2 separate regions of the Sus scrofa genome follow, and region 1 is linked to region 2. Evidence: chromatin contacts called from public Hi-C data. All regions are on one chromosome and are shown on one strand. The core of a region is the stretch at or near the end of the contact, and the rest is flanking DNA. Distances in the headings are between cores, read along the strand shown.

The links. Hi-C and Micro-C count contacts between places; a contact is called where the count stands out from the background.
Region 1: a contact with region 2 is called in a Hi-C map of liver, with 4 times the contacts expected there. The contact joins two enhancer-like sites. A contact is called at or near these places in 4 of 47 Hi-C or Micro-C datasets (liver and skeletal muscle) and 1 of 2 datasets of contacts at active chromatin or transcription factors (alveolar macrophages).

The regions. Positions count from the first base shown.
Region 1 is chr2:26,317,412-26,323,373 of Sscrofa11.1, forward strand. All of the region lies in intron 2 of EHF (ETS homologous factor), which reads right to left. Among named protein-coding and RNA genes, the nearest start is that of EHF, 20 kb to the right of the region's middle. Within about 2 kb of position 4,595, at least 29 of the 83 cell types and tissues checked have an H3K27ac peak or open chromatin away from gene starts, as enhancers often do. A contact at or near this core is called in liver, where this site is marked.
Region 2 is chr2:26,143,233-26,149,588 of Sscrofa11.1, forward strand. No RefSeq gene overlaps it. Among named protein-coding and RNA genes, the nearest start is that of APIP, 51 kb to the left of the region's middle. Within about 2 kb of position 3,134, at least 14 of the 83 cell types and tissues checked have an H3K27ac peak or open chromatin away from gene starts, as enhancers often do. A contact at or near this core is called in liver, where this site is marked.

The sequences.
Region 1 (5,962 bases), core at 3,345-5,844, 180 kb after region 2:
ATGCGCTATGGACAGCATCTCTCAGCCCCTGCTCACAGAAGCTGTGCTTGCCCCTCTGGACATGGTCCCTGCTCAAGGGACTGGAAGCTGTTGCTCCAGCTGCTCTTCGTCCCACCAGACACACGCTGCCTGAGGCTGCCAGGAGCAGTGGGAGGGCACACCTCGGCAGGCTCTGAGTTACCACCCGGTGTTGTGCTCCCACACAAGTGTGGCTGGTCTGCAGGTGCACAGGAGAGCAGCACGTCCCAAATGGGAGCTCCTGGCAGAGGATGGACAGAGGATTTCTGCAGCCTGCAGGGTCCCCTTGCACAGGAAATGCTCAGTTACTGGAAGAAGGGGTCTGGGATTTGAACTCAAAGGGACAGCAAAGTGGGGGGGAAGGAGGCACCCCTGGGACTTTGACAAGGGCAGAGCCAAGCACCCTGGAACCCAGGAGGTTCTGCCCAGTCTCGGGACTGATAAAAAGGCCAAGCATCACTCCACTGGTCTCTCTCAAACACACAGAGAGAACCTGCCAGCAGAGACATATGCGGCCCAGTTTGGGCTCACTTATCTGGAGCCAGAGGTATCTTTTGCTCCGTAGTAGGGCTACTGAGACCTAGGACCAAATGCTATAAAATAACAACAACAATTCTACTACAGCAGCTGGGGCTTATTGAACGTTTAAAATGCACTGGCTCTGTGCTAATAGTTTTAAGTGCATCATGTCAGTCAATATTACAATCACTCTATAAGGCAAGATGTCACTTATCTGGGGCTTAGCTGAGGCTCAGAGGGGTTAGGTCATTTGTTCAAGCTCACACAGCCTCGAAAGAATTGGAGCTAGAAGAGCACTCAAACCCGGACTGCCTAGCAATAAACCCTGGGAACTTTCTGCTGAGAAGGGGGTGCTTTGCCAGAGAAGAAAGACGCCCTCAACTCAACTTGCCCCCTGCCCCCATTTCATACATAGTCACTGCTCTCTCCTGGTGCCATCTGGGGCCTCTCACCTCTACCACGTTTCTCCAAGATTATAAAATTCTCCAGATCACTCAGTCATGCAGGGACCCTGATTTTCCTTCTTTGCCAGAGCAACCCATAGTCATCTTTTTCCAGTATATCAAAGAGTGACTTTTAGGATGAGAGCATGGAAAGCTCTCTTCGTTTTGCCATGTCTACAACATGCTTAGGTAGGAATATGCTAGGGTTCAAAAGCAGGGCCAGTTTTATCAATGATACTCTTTCAGCCATTAAAACAGATCTATACACCTATACATTTATAGATACATACATACTTATATACATGGATAAATATGAATATTTATGCATACATATAATATAAATACTTCTCTCCTCTCTCTTTTTTTTTTTTTTAATTATCTTTTTGCCTTTTCCAGGGCCACTTCCTGCGGCATATGGAGATTCCCAGGCTAGGGATCTAATCGAGCTTAGCCGCCGGCCTACGCCACAGCCACAGCAACGTGGGATCCAAGCCGTGTCTGTAACCTACACCACAGCTCATAGCAATGCCGGATCCTTAACCCACTGAGCAAGGCCAGGGATTGAACCCGCAACTTCATGGTTCCTAGTTGGATGCATTAACCACTGCACCACGACGGGAACTCCTAATATAAATACTTCTCTTATGACTCAATAAAGTTCATTTTATATTTTGGAGATAAACAGGTCCATGATTGTTGGAGCTTCATCTGAATTAGACCTCAGGCAAAAAAGCGGGGTTTGCTTCTGCTAGAAAAGGAAGATACACTGGGAGTCACCAGGGCCACAGCAAATCTTTTTATTTTTTTGTCTTTTTGCCATTTCTTGGGCCGCTCCCGCAGCATATGGAGGTTCTCAGGCTAGGGGTCTAATCGGAGCTGTAGCTGCCAGCCTACACCAGAGCCACAGCAACACGGGATCCGAGCCGTGTCTGCAACCCACACCACAGCTCACGGAATGCCGGATCGTTAACCCACTGAGCAAGGGCAGGGATCGAACCGCAACTTCATGGTTCCTAGTCGGATTCGTTAACCACTGCGCCACGACGGGAACTCCCCACAGCAAATCTTAAGCAGGGCTTTGCCTGCAGTCTCTGTTCCCAGCCCCAGGGGACTGAGAGTCAAGGCCATGGTCTACCTTCTTCCCAGCTCCTCGATTCATTCAACCACATCATCTCCAAAGTGCCTCATAATTGGCTGCCTTGTGTGGGTATTTTCACTCCTCAAACCCAAGGAGCGATTAGGTCTTTTAAACAATGACTTTTGTGATGACCACGATATCCAGATCATTCTCGGTTCTTAATCAAAGTTGCCAGCAGGTGAATTCACAGCACTTGCCCAAAGGATGTTGCAATAGCTCACTGACTTCCTGTTTCAATATGACTATCATTTCAAAAGAACTACTCCCAAGGCGGAGAAAAGAAAATTCAAGTACATGTGAAATCTAACTGAATGTAACATAGACAATAATTCATGTTTTCCAAATGAATCAAAATGTGAATCAAGCTTGGGGAATGTATTTGATCCTCTCGGGATTACATCACAGGTAATTTCATACCCTCATAACGTGTTTTGAAACAGATATTTCATGTTTCCAGGGGCAACATCAGAAGCATTATTCCTGGGCTTTCAAGTGTTTTCATGAGCAGTGACGCCATATTGGAAGGCCAAGAGCTGATCCATTACAGATATACTTTTCTGACTGTAAATCATTTAGAAACATACGGATTATGCTGATCTTTATCATTCTTGGTGCCAGATCCACACAAGACACAGATACTGACAACAGACAGGCACTAAATTTGATCAAAAGACAAAAGTACCTTACATGACCTCAGGGGCCCTTATCAATCTCGTTCAGCTATACGACAGACTAAAATGGAGCAAGCTTTGAGTCATAAAAGCTTAGAGGCTTTTGAGACCTCCACAGAAACTAGGGCTCTCTCCTCCCAGAAATGCATATTCACACCTGGTTTTTTTAGGGCCCTGGGCCCTCTAAAGACCATCCACTGACCTCTTACAAATCTATGGACACCAAGAGTCTTTAAAAAAAAAAAAAATCTCTCTTGCACTCATGTTGGATTGAAATGTCAAGAAAACTTTGTAGTGGGGTTGGGGGTGGGAGATATGTTTACTCCATCCTCTGAGAGAAGGCCTGAGAGATTCTATTATTGCTCTCTGCACTGGACCTGGGTGTTGCCTAGTTCTATGGCGACACCAGGAAGGGCCCCATTGGCTCTTCCCATTGGCAGCTGCTGGAGCCACCGTGCTGCATCCAGGAGGGCCATTCTGGACCTCTGTTTGGCAAGCTGGTGAAGATTTCACCATTTTCCCCACCACCCTGAACCTCAGTATCTATCTCCCCATGAATCCTCAACTCTGTTCTAAAACCAAAGAATCATAAAGAACGTATAGCAAAGACCAAAACCAAAAACAAAACCTAGGCCCCCACTTATTACAATCCTAGGTCTCTGTAGGTCTTTGGAAAGGGACACACGTGATGAACCAGAGCATCCAGAATTAATTTGATGGTGGTTTTTCTACGTGGCTGAAGAGGCCACACAGCTGTTTCTCAAAAGTCAGTCTTTAGGCCACCTCTATCCTCAGCACCCGAGGAGAACTTAAACTTGAAGTTTCCTGGGGTGCCACCCAGACCTGTGAATGAGACTCTATGTCTTTAAGAACCCCCCGCTCACCAATCCTTAAGCCCTCTCACAGCCGAGCCCTCCTGGTCCAAGGCTCCTCTGCTTTGTCTTCCCTCAACTTCCCACAACAAGATAACCACCTCCAGCGGTGATGGGCCTTGAAAGAGAAATATCCATAAAGGCCAGGAAATCCTTGTAAAGTCAGAGACAACACATTCGGTCCCAAGAACCCGAGCTCCAGTTCATCTGCGGAGATCCTATCACTCGGTTATTTGCCAATTTGAAATGAAGCAGGTCCTGACGTTCAGCACCACCAAAGGGTTCAAGGCAACAGTGCCCAGCCGCTGAGAGGGATGGGTCCCTGAAGGCCAAGCAAACAAACCCAGCCCCGGAGCACAGCACTTGCAGAGCATTGCCGGGACAATGACTTCCAACAGGGGAAGCTCATGGCCGGCTGAGTCAGCCCTTCCCCTATCCCACCCCCACCCCTGCTCTTCCAAAGATTACTTAATCACCCTGGATTTTAGACCTCAGACCGAGGAAGACTGCTGTCTTAGCCTTCAGAAGAGAGAAGCCATCATCAAGCAAGGTTTGTCCTGCTAGTATAAATATTTATTTACCCCTCCGATTAATAGGTATTTATCGACTATCCTCTAGAGGCGAGGCACTGCGTGGACATCAGGGAACCAAACCCAGAAGCTGCCCTGCTCCATTCGGCCAGGACACCGCTTCTGAAAACAATGTCTCTTTCCCCATGTCCTCTGACCTCATTCGCCATCTCCTGCTGAAGACACACAGTGGAGTAACAGCGGAGAGAGCCAGGCGACCGGCCCCGGCATTTCGAAAGGACCGAACTTGGCGAGAACTTCAACACTGTTTAAAAACAGGACCGATCCTCCTCTCTCCGGCAACCCTGTGCCCTTGCCTTCCCAGGAAACCCTCACTAAGACCTGGAGTTGGCAGCCCTGCGTGTCACAAAGCAGCCTCAGCCAAAACCAATCTCAACTCAGGGCAGAATAAAGCCGTTGGTTGTCTGGAGGGCTGAATGTCTTTCCCCGAGACAATAGCGTGTTTATGTGTCAGAGGGTTATAGGGGCAGGTTAACATAAAACCCACCGTAAACAGAGCTGTTAATTCAGTTGCTGGCAGGGGCTTCTGTTATCTTCTGAATACCTCCCAGAGGGTATAAGCCCTACCTTTTCATTTGAGTTGGCAGCAGAGTTATTTTTTTGCACCTGTTGCTCTGCTCCAATAACAACGCAGTTAAGCATTGATTTGTTGGAAAATAAACAGAAAAAAGCAAAGAAAGGCATCTGCCCAAACAGCCTGAGCTGGTTCGACTGAGAGTTCATGCCAATTTGTTTTTCCTATAAAAACCAAAGAAAAACCCATGCTTTCAGTTTGAAGGCTACCCTCCCACTCCCTCCGAAGAAAAGGTGGTATCAAAGAGGCCAGCCAGAGCTGGCAGGGCCAAGAAGCCAGAAGACACTGTACTTTTCCATTGGCTGGCTCTGTGAGGGCACTGAGGGGTGTCCAAGATCCACAGAATGACATGGCCAGCCTCCAGCCAGCCCAGATTAAGATCCTGATCCGATTAACAAGGGCAGGGAAAGGGGCTGCCGGGGTATGACCAAAACTCAAACCACACTCTTCCAAATGGTTGACTTCTGAAACTCAGTGTGGCTCAGGGAGTAGGTGTGGTCTAGGGGTTACCTCCTAAAGCAGGGACTCAGCGTGCCTCTCCCAAAGACTTCTTCCATCCAGCCCTGGGCAAGCAGTATGATTTGAAAATCCCCGTTGTCTGGACCAGAGCTTTCCCAGCAGGGCAAGGACGCTGGCCATTCCTCCCTCCAAGGCGACCTGTGGATACGCACTCAGGTGCAGCCAAGTGACTTGAAGTCCCAGGTGAAAAGGACCTGAGATGTTGACAGTGCAATGGCTGCACTAACTCAGGCATCACCGCCGCGCTCTCATTTCTCAACAGTTTGTCAATATCACATGATGCGCTCAAGCCCAAAAGAGTCACAAATAGCTAAACAAATCACTCAAATGGAGATCATGACAATGCTAATTAAGCAATGGCATCATCACCCAGCCTTCAACACACACAGTCAGGAGAAGCCTCTTAATATCTCTCTCTAAGCCTTGAGCAGAAAGCCTAGGATGTGGGCAACATGCCAGGGTCCCCGAGATTATCACCTCCCTCTGCAGCTTCCTCTCCGCCACAGGACCTTCATTATCACCAGACCCCTGGCTTCAGGGGGAGCCCAGAGGTGGGGGACGGCCTCAGAAATGCCACTTCTCAAGGAGCGTTAAGGACTGGGTGTCCCGACAGGGGAG
Region 2 (6,356 bases), core at 1,884-4,383:
GAAATATAGCATCAATACATAAGATAAATTAAACAATTCCCTCAGAAAAAAACAAAAAATAAAGTGTAATTGGTTGTCTGTAACAAACAAGTACAAAGTCCTTTTTTTTTTTTTTGGCTCCCCCATGGCATATGGAGCTCCCAGGCCAGGGATCAGGTCCAAGCAGCCATGGCAATGCTGGATCCTTAACCCACTGTGTCTGGCTGGGATCGAACCTATGTCCTGGTGGTGCAAAACGCCCATCCCAGTGCACCGCGGCAGGAACTCCAAGTACAAAGTCCTTCTATCTGTGATCTTTAAAGAAAAAGTCAAGGAGACCAGTGGAGCAGAACAAAGAAAATTTCTTGAGGGAATTTTCTTTAAAGATGTAAATCAGAGAAAGAACAGGGATTATGGAGACAATTAAGAGTATCCCAGACAGGGGGAAAGACCCATTCAAATCCTCTTGGTCTTAGAAGCTCTCATCAAACATTCAAAAGACCCATATCTACCATAATTTGGGGGCAAAGAAAAATATGAAAGGCACTTTCTAATTTAGCTTTTGAAATTATTTTCTATGAGTAACTCTTGATTCACACTTGGTTATGATTTCTCAGCTATCAGTGGGTACCCAGGAGAAATTTTTTTTCTTTTTTTTTCTTTTGTCTTTTTAGGGCTGCACCCACGGCATATGGAGATTCCCAGGCTAGGGGTCTCATCTGAGCTACAACTGCCAGCCTACATCACAGCCACAGCAATGCCAGATCTGAGCCATGTCTGCGACCGACCTACACCACAGCTCACGGAAACGCCGGATCCTTAACCCCTGAGCAAGGCCAGGGATTGAACTTGAAGCGTCATGGCTCCTAGTAGGATTCGTTTCTGCTGCGCCACGACAGGAACTCCCCCATGAGAAATTTTCAGTAATAAAATCTAATCCACAAATTGTTTTTAATTGCAATGCGATGCAAATTTAATGACTGAAGTTGACATATGCTATAATTTGTTGCAATGTCACCAAACATTTTCAAAATCTGATTTCACAATTTCCATATTTTAAAGCAAAACATTTCTTTCTTTTCTTTCTTTTCTCCCCCCCAGGTCTCAGGTATTTTTAATCAGCTCTTGAAATGTTCTTGGGCCCTAGCCTAGGCACTATGCCGATGGTGCCTAATGGGCAAAACAGCCCTGCTTGTTCAAAGGCCTGGAGGCAAGTGCAATCAAGTTTTATGCTGAATATGACAAGCTTATTTTCTCATGTTGAAGCCAAGTATTTATGTGGAGGATTAGTTGGATGCATACTTCCTAAGGGAACCAGCTGTTTTTGTAAGTAAAGGCCTGTTGCAAAAAGAATAGAAAATCTACTTTGGTCGGGAGGTGGGGGTAAGGGAGACACATTGCCTTTCTCATCATCTGCCAGGAACACCATGCCCTCGTCTCATGTCAAAGTCTATTAACACTCACAACCAGATGCATGATCTGGGATCCAAAACATTATTTTCTATCACAAAGCCAACTTTTACACCTTTCCCAGAACAAATTCTCTTACCCTTCCCAGGTTCTTTGGAACAACCAAGAACCTTTTCTCTTTTTCATCCCCTATTCTCCCTTGTGCCAGATGTTGTGTATCACATCCCTGGGTACTGGATGAAATTATGCACAGGAAAAGGTAAAAATACTGAGGCTGGGAGTTCCCATCATGGATCAGCAGTAATGAACCCGACTAGGATCCATGAAGATGTGGGTTCCATCCCTGGCCTTGCTCAGTGGGTTAAGGATCCGGCGTTGCTGTGAGCTGTGGTGTAGGTCGCAGACACAGCTTGGATGTGGCATTGCTGTGGCTGTGATGTAGGCTGGCAGCTGTAGCTCTGATGCGACCCCTAGCCTGGGAACCTCCATATGGCATGCGTGCGGCCCTAACAAGACAAAAAAAAAAAAAAAAAAAAATTGACTGGGCCCAAAAAAAAAAAAAAAAAAAAAAAATGTGGCTGAGTGGAAACAAATCTGAATAGGAACCATAAGGTTTAGGATTTGATCCCTGACCTCACTCAGTGGGTTAAGGATCCTGCGTTGCTGAGAGCTGTAGTGTAGGTTGCAGATTCGGCTTGGATCTGGTGTGGCTGTGGTGTAAGCCGGCGGCTACAGCTCCGATTAGACCCCTAGCCTGGGAACCTCCATATGCTGTGGGTACGGCCCTAAAAAGACCAAAAAAAAAAAAAAATAGACTGGGTCTAAAAACATCATTTAACCTGAATCAGGCTATGGGAAAAGAATACTGGAATGGAATATCCAGCTGGAATGAACAGCATTTTCGCAGGCAGTTGTATGAATGGCTCCATTTTCAAGGAATCAGGGCTGGTGTTTTGCACAACTCTAGGGGGCAATATTCACATAAGGTCATGATGCCTCCTGGATTTGGGCAATCCTGTGGGTCTGAAAGCAAGCATGCCTTTCATTTCCCGAGAAACGAGGAGCAAAATGGCCCAGAAGAAGAGAGAATATTCTACCAAGTTGCATGGGTGCTACGAACATTCCAAAACTGCAGTTGATTGCGTGCCCAACTCTTGCTACACCTAAGATTTGCATACAGTCCTGGGGAGATTGGGGGGAAAACCAGGATTCCACCCCTGAACCCAAGCCAAACCTTCAATGACTGGAACCTGGGAAAACTGCTCTTTTCAATTTTAATCTAGTTTCTCTTTCCCAATAGCATTTAAAGGACAAACGTGTTCTGTTCTGCAGCCCTGGAACTCACTATTCATAGTTAGGTCATTACCTGTGAGGACTTTATACGGGTTATTGGAAGTTTAGATTTACAGTAAATGTACTATAAGTCACACAATAAAATGTAGTCCCTCGCTTAATTACTTACCTCAGCTATTGGGAGTTTTTCTCATTTCTCAGGTCAAGGTTTTTACGTAGGGCCTTAACTACGGAGTTGATATTGCTATGAAACACTTTTGAACCCCTCAGAATAAGACTTCTTGACAACATCTAGGAGCAACTCGCCAAAAACAATGAATGGTGTTTCACAATCTGAGTGGGTGTACTTCATTTAACTAATATGTAAATAAAGGAGTGGTGAGTTAACAGCTCAATACTGGAGGGACCTCTCAGGAAAGCTCAGCTACTAGAAATCAAGGGCAACTTCAGTCCAATCCCGTGACACTGTGGAATTTAGGCTTAGCGAGGTCGCTGGGCCCAGACCAAGGGGAGGACAAAGGGCTCCTTTCTCTGGATCTCACCCATGTCCATAGCGATGGGACGCTGGGAGGCGAGACACTCCAGAGCTAATTCTCTAGTCCCATGTAGTTTCTATTTGTAGAACTTCCCCCCACCCCTTGCTTACAATTGCCAGAGAATTACAGATAGTCCTAGAGAGGAAGAGATCAATGATGAACTTCTGTCCTGCCCTCTGGCTCACGTGGGGGCCAATGCCCAACAGGCCAGGATGATCTGAAGGACCAGAGCCCCCCCGGGCCCAGCCAGACAAAGGAAAACAGAGACCTTGGAAGAGGAAAAAGAGTATTTGTCGGTACTAATGGAATCAGTGTAACAGTAACAACCCAAACGTCAGGAGCTGGCACTTGCCTGTACTTGCCCCAACATGGGACCTCAGACCCTAGCAAATTCTACCCAACTTCCAAGTTTTTCTGGGTGCCCCTCGGGGCTGTTCCACAGGCATCTGCATACAGTTCTGTGGCTTTCCATCCAGCCTCTGTGTCGATGACATCCACTTCCCAAGACTCCCTCCCTGGACTCCATGACAATGTGGTGTCTGGTCCAAGACTGTGTCTCATGGCCCTGCATGCAGAGCTGCTAATCTGAAAGGGGCTGAATTGTTAGTATCTTTTGACCTGGGCAGCAAAGCATCCCAGGTGTTTCAGAGCCCTTGGGAAAACAGTTCCTTCTTGCCTCTCTCTTGGAGGGTTCAGACAAGAGTCCTGAGAGGTCAGACTGGTGCATTTGGGAATTGATAGCTGAGATAGATGTGACTTTTTTCTGTCCACCTTCTCCCTTTCTCTACCCTTTATTCTCCCCCAGCCCTCTCTCACTCATTTTTTTTCAGTATTTCAGGATGAACTCCAATAATCTACATTTTAATAAGTTCCCACGGAGGCCAGCTACCACCTCCTGGGAAGCAACACTGTGTTCATTAAAAGGCTGTATAGCCTGGTGGCTGAAGCCATGAGTCACACCTAGATCTGAATACAGGCTCTACCACTTACTATGTCCTTAAGCAAGTGACTTAATATCTTTGTGGCCCAGTCTCCACAATGACTAAAATGGACACAATAATAGGACTTGGCTCATAGGGTTGTGGTTAGAATTCCACGAGATCATTCATTTATATCTTCCTTGTATAAACACTTTATTGAGGGCCTATAATGTTTCAAGGACTGTTCTTGATGGTAGGAATACAGACAGAACAAAATACCCCAAATCGCTGTCCTCATGAAACTTAACTTCTAGTTGAAGAAATAAACAGTAAGCATAAAAATAATACAGTGTTGGGCAGAGATAAATTCTATAGGCATAAAGTCTGATTGGGATATGGAGAATGACAGGGAGACTATTTGATATAGGGCAGTCAGGGGAGGCTTCTTCGAGGAAGTGACATATGAGCAAAGATCTGACTGTAAAATATTTAGCATAGTTCAGACATAGAGTGTTCCATAAATGGAATCATTAATAATACTACTTTCCAGGTTCTCATTTCAAGATGCTCAGATTATGTGCCTAAAATGCAGTAGGTGCTTTATTTTATTTTAGAAAATATATCTCTAAACAACACTAAAATAATCAGCCCATTTCACAAACACAACTACTCATTTTAATGACTGTATCTCATTTACTCTTAATCTCCCAGCCCTGGTCACCTTTCTACTGGGTGCCAGAGTAAGGTCCAGAACTGCATGTTTTGACCCCACAAATGTCTGTCAGTACTTGAGAGGGATGGCAACATACTTTCCAGAGTGGAGTCACAGGTTGTGTTGGTGAACCTGGACTATAGATGGGGAAGGAAGTAATGAGGAGGAGAGTGAAGCACGTTTAGCAGACACACTCTGTATCACTCAGGGGCATCGTTCTATTGGGGTAGTAAGACAGCGTGGATGGTATCACTCACTGCAGGAGTATCAGAGCAGCACTGACATAGAAAAGTTTTGAAACTCTGTTCTTTGGGACTCATTTTCACAATCTAAAAGTTTAGAGGTGGAAAGTAAAATCTTAAAGAGCATGTTTAACCACCAGTTCTGAACCATGTTGTTAAGACATTATGAAATTTGTCAAACATATTTTTTAAAACACATGAAAGTACTATAGATGATGAATAATGTTTTAAAAAATGACTTAGAACGTCAAGGTGACCCCTACCCTATAATCTGATATCTACCCCACTGCATTCCAGTATCAATTCTAGAGTGGGAGGGTGGGATGGAGTTGCAGCCAGTCTGCTGGCTATTGCACATAACCTGCAGCTTCTCTTATGGGTGCTGAGGTTCCACCCTTGGGAGTGGGTCACGAACATATATCTTATCTGTCATGGCTGTTATCTGATGAAATAGGGTTAAGAAATGCTGATCTGACACAAATCCCATATTTTACATATGAGAACCCGGAGGCCTAGAGAGATGAAATAACACCCTGGATCACACAGCCAGAAGAAAACTCAGTAGGACTAAGACCAAGGGGTTCTGTCTTCTCAATAACTTGGTCACTTCTGAAACACCTGTCTTGGGTCAGGCTCCCTGGAAGCAGAGCCTGAGATGGGAATTCTAGTATAAGAGATTTATTGGAAGAGTGTTGTAGACCCCACTCAACCTAGGATCCTTCTGTGTCACCCAATAAACAGATCAATTTTCCAGGATGGAATATGCCATCTCCTAAACCCAAAGGGGCCTATTCTTAGTTGTACAAGGTACAAAGTACAAAGACTTGACCTTGATTTTGGATAGGATAACCCTGCAGGATCACTGGACCCCTAAAAATTTTACTGTTGTGGCAAGTCACTAAATCTCTGTAGTGTTTACCACCTGCTCCTTGAACGCTGCCAAGGTATCCAGAGGATTTGCCCCCCGCCTCCTCGGGTTTGATTAATATGATGTCATCAAAATAGTGGACCGAAGTGATGTGTTCTGCATAATTGTTAGATGACTTAGGTCCCTTTGGATCATACTGTGACAGAGAGGAGGGCAATGGACTTACCCCTGAGGCAGAACTGTGAATGTACATTATGGTTCAATGTATATACATGTCAGCTGCTTCTAAGCCTTCTTTCTGATGGGTATTTAACACCACACATTTGCCAGGTACTAACTGAGTAGCATAACTGTGAGGATGTGTTCACCTCCTCTGGTGAGAAACAGCTGCAGGTA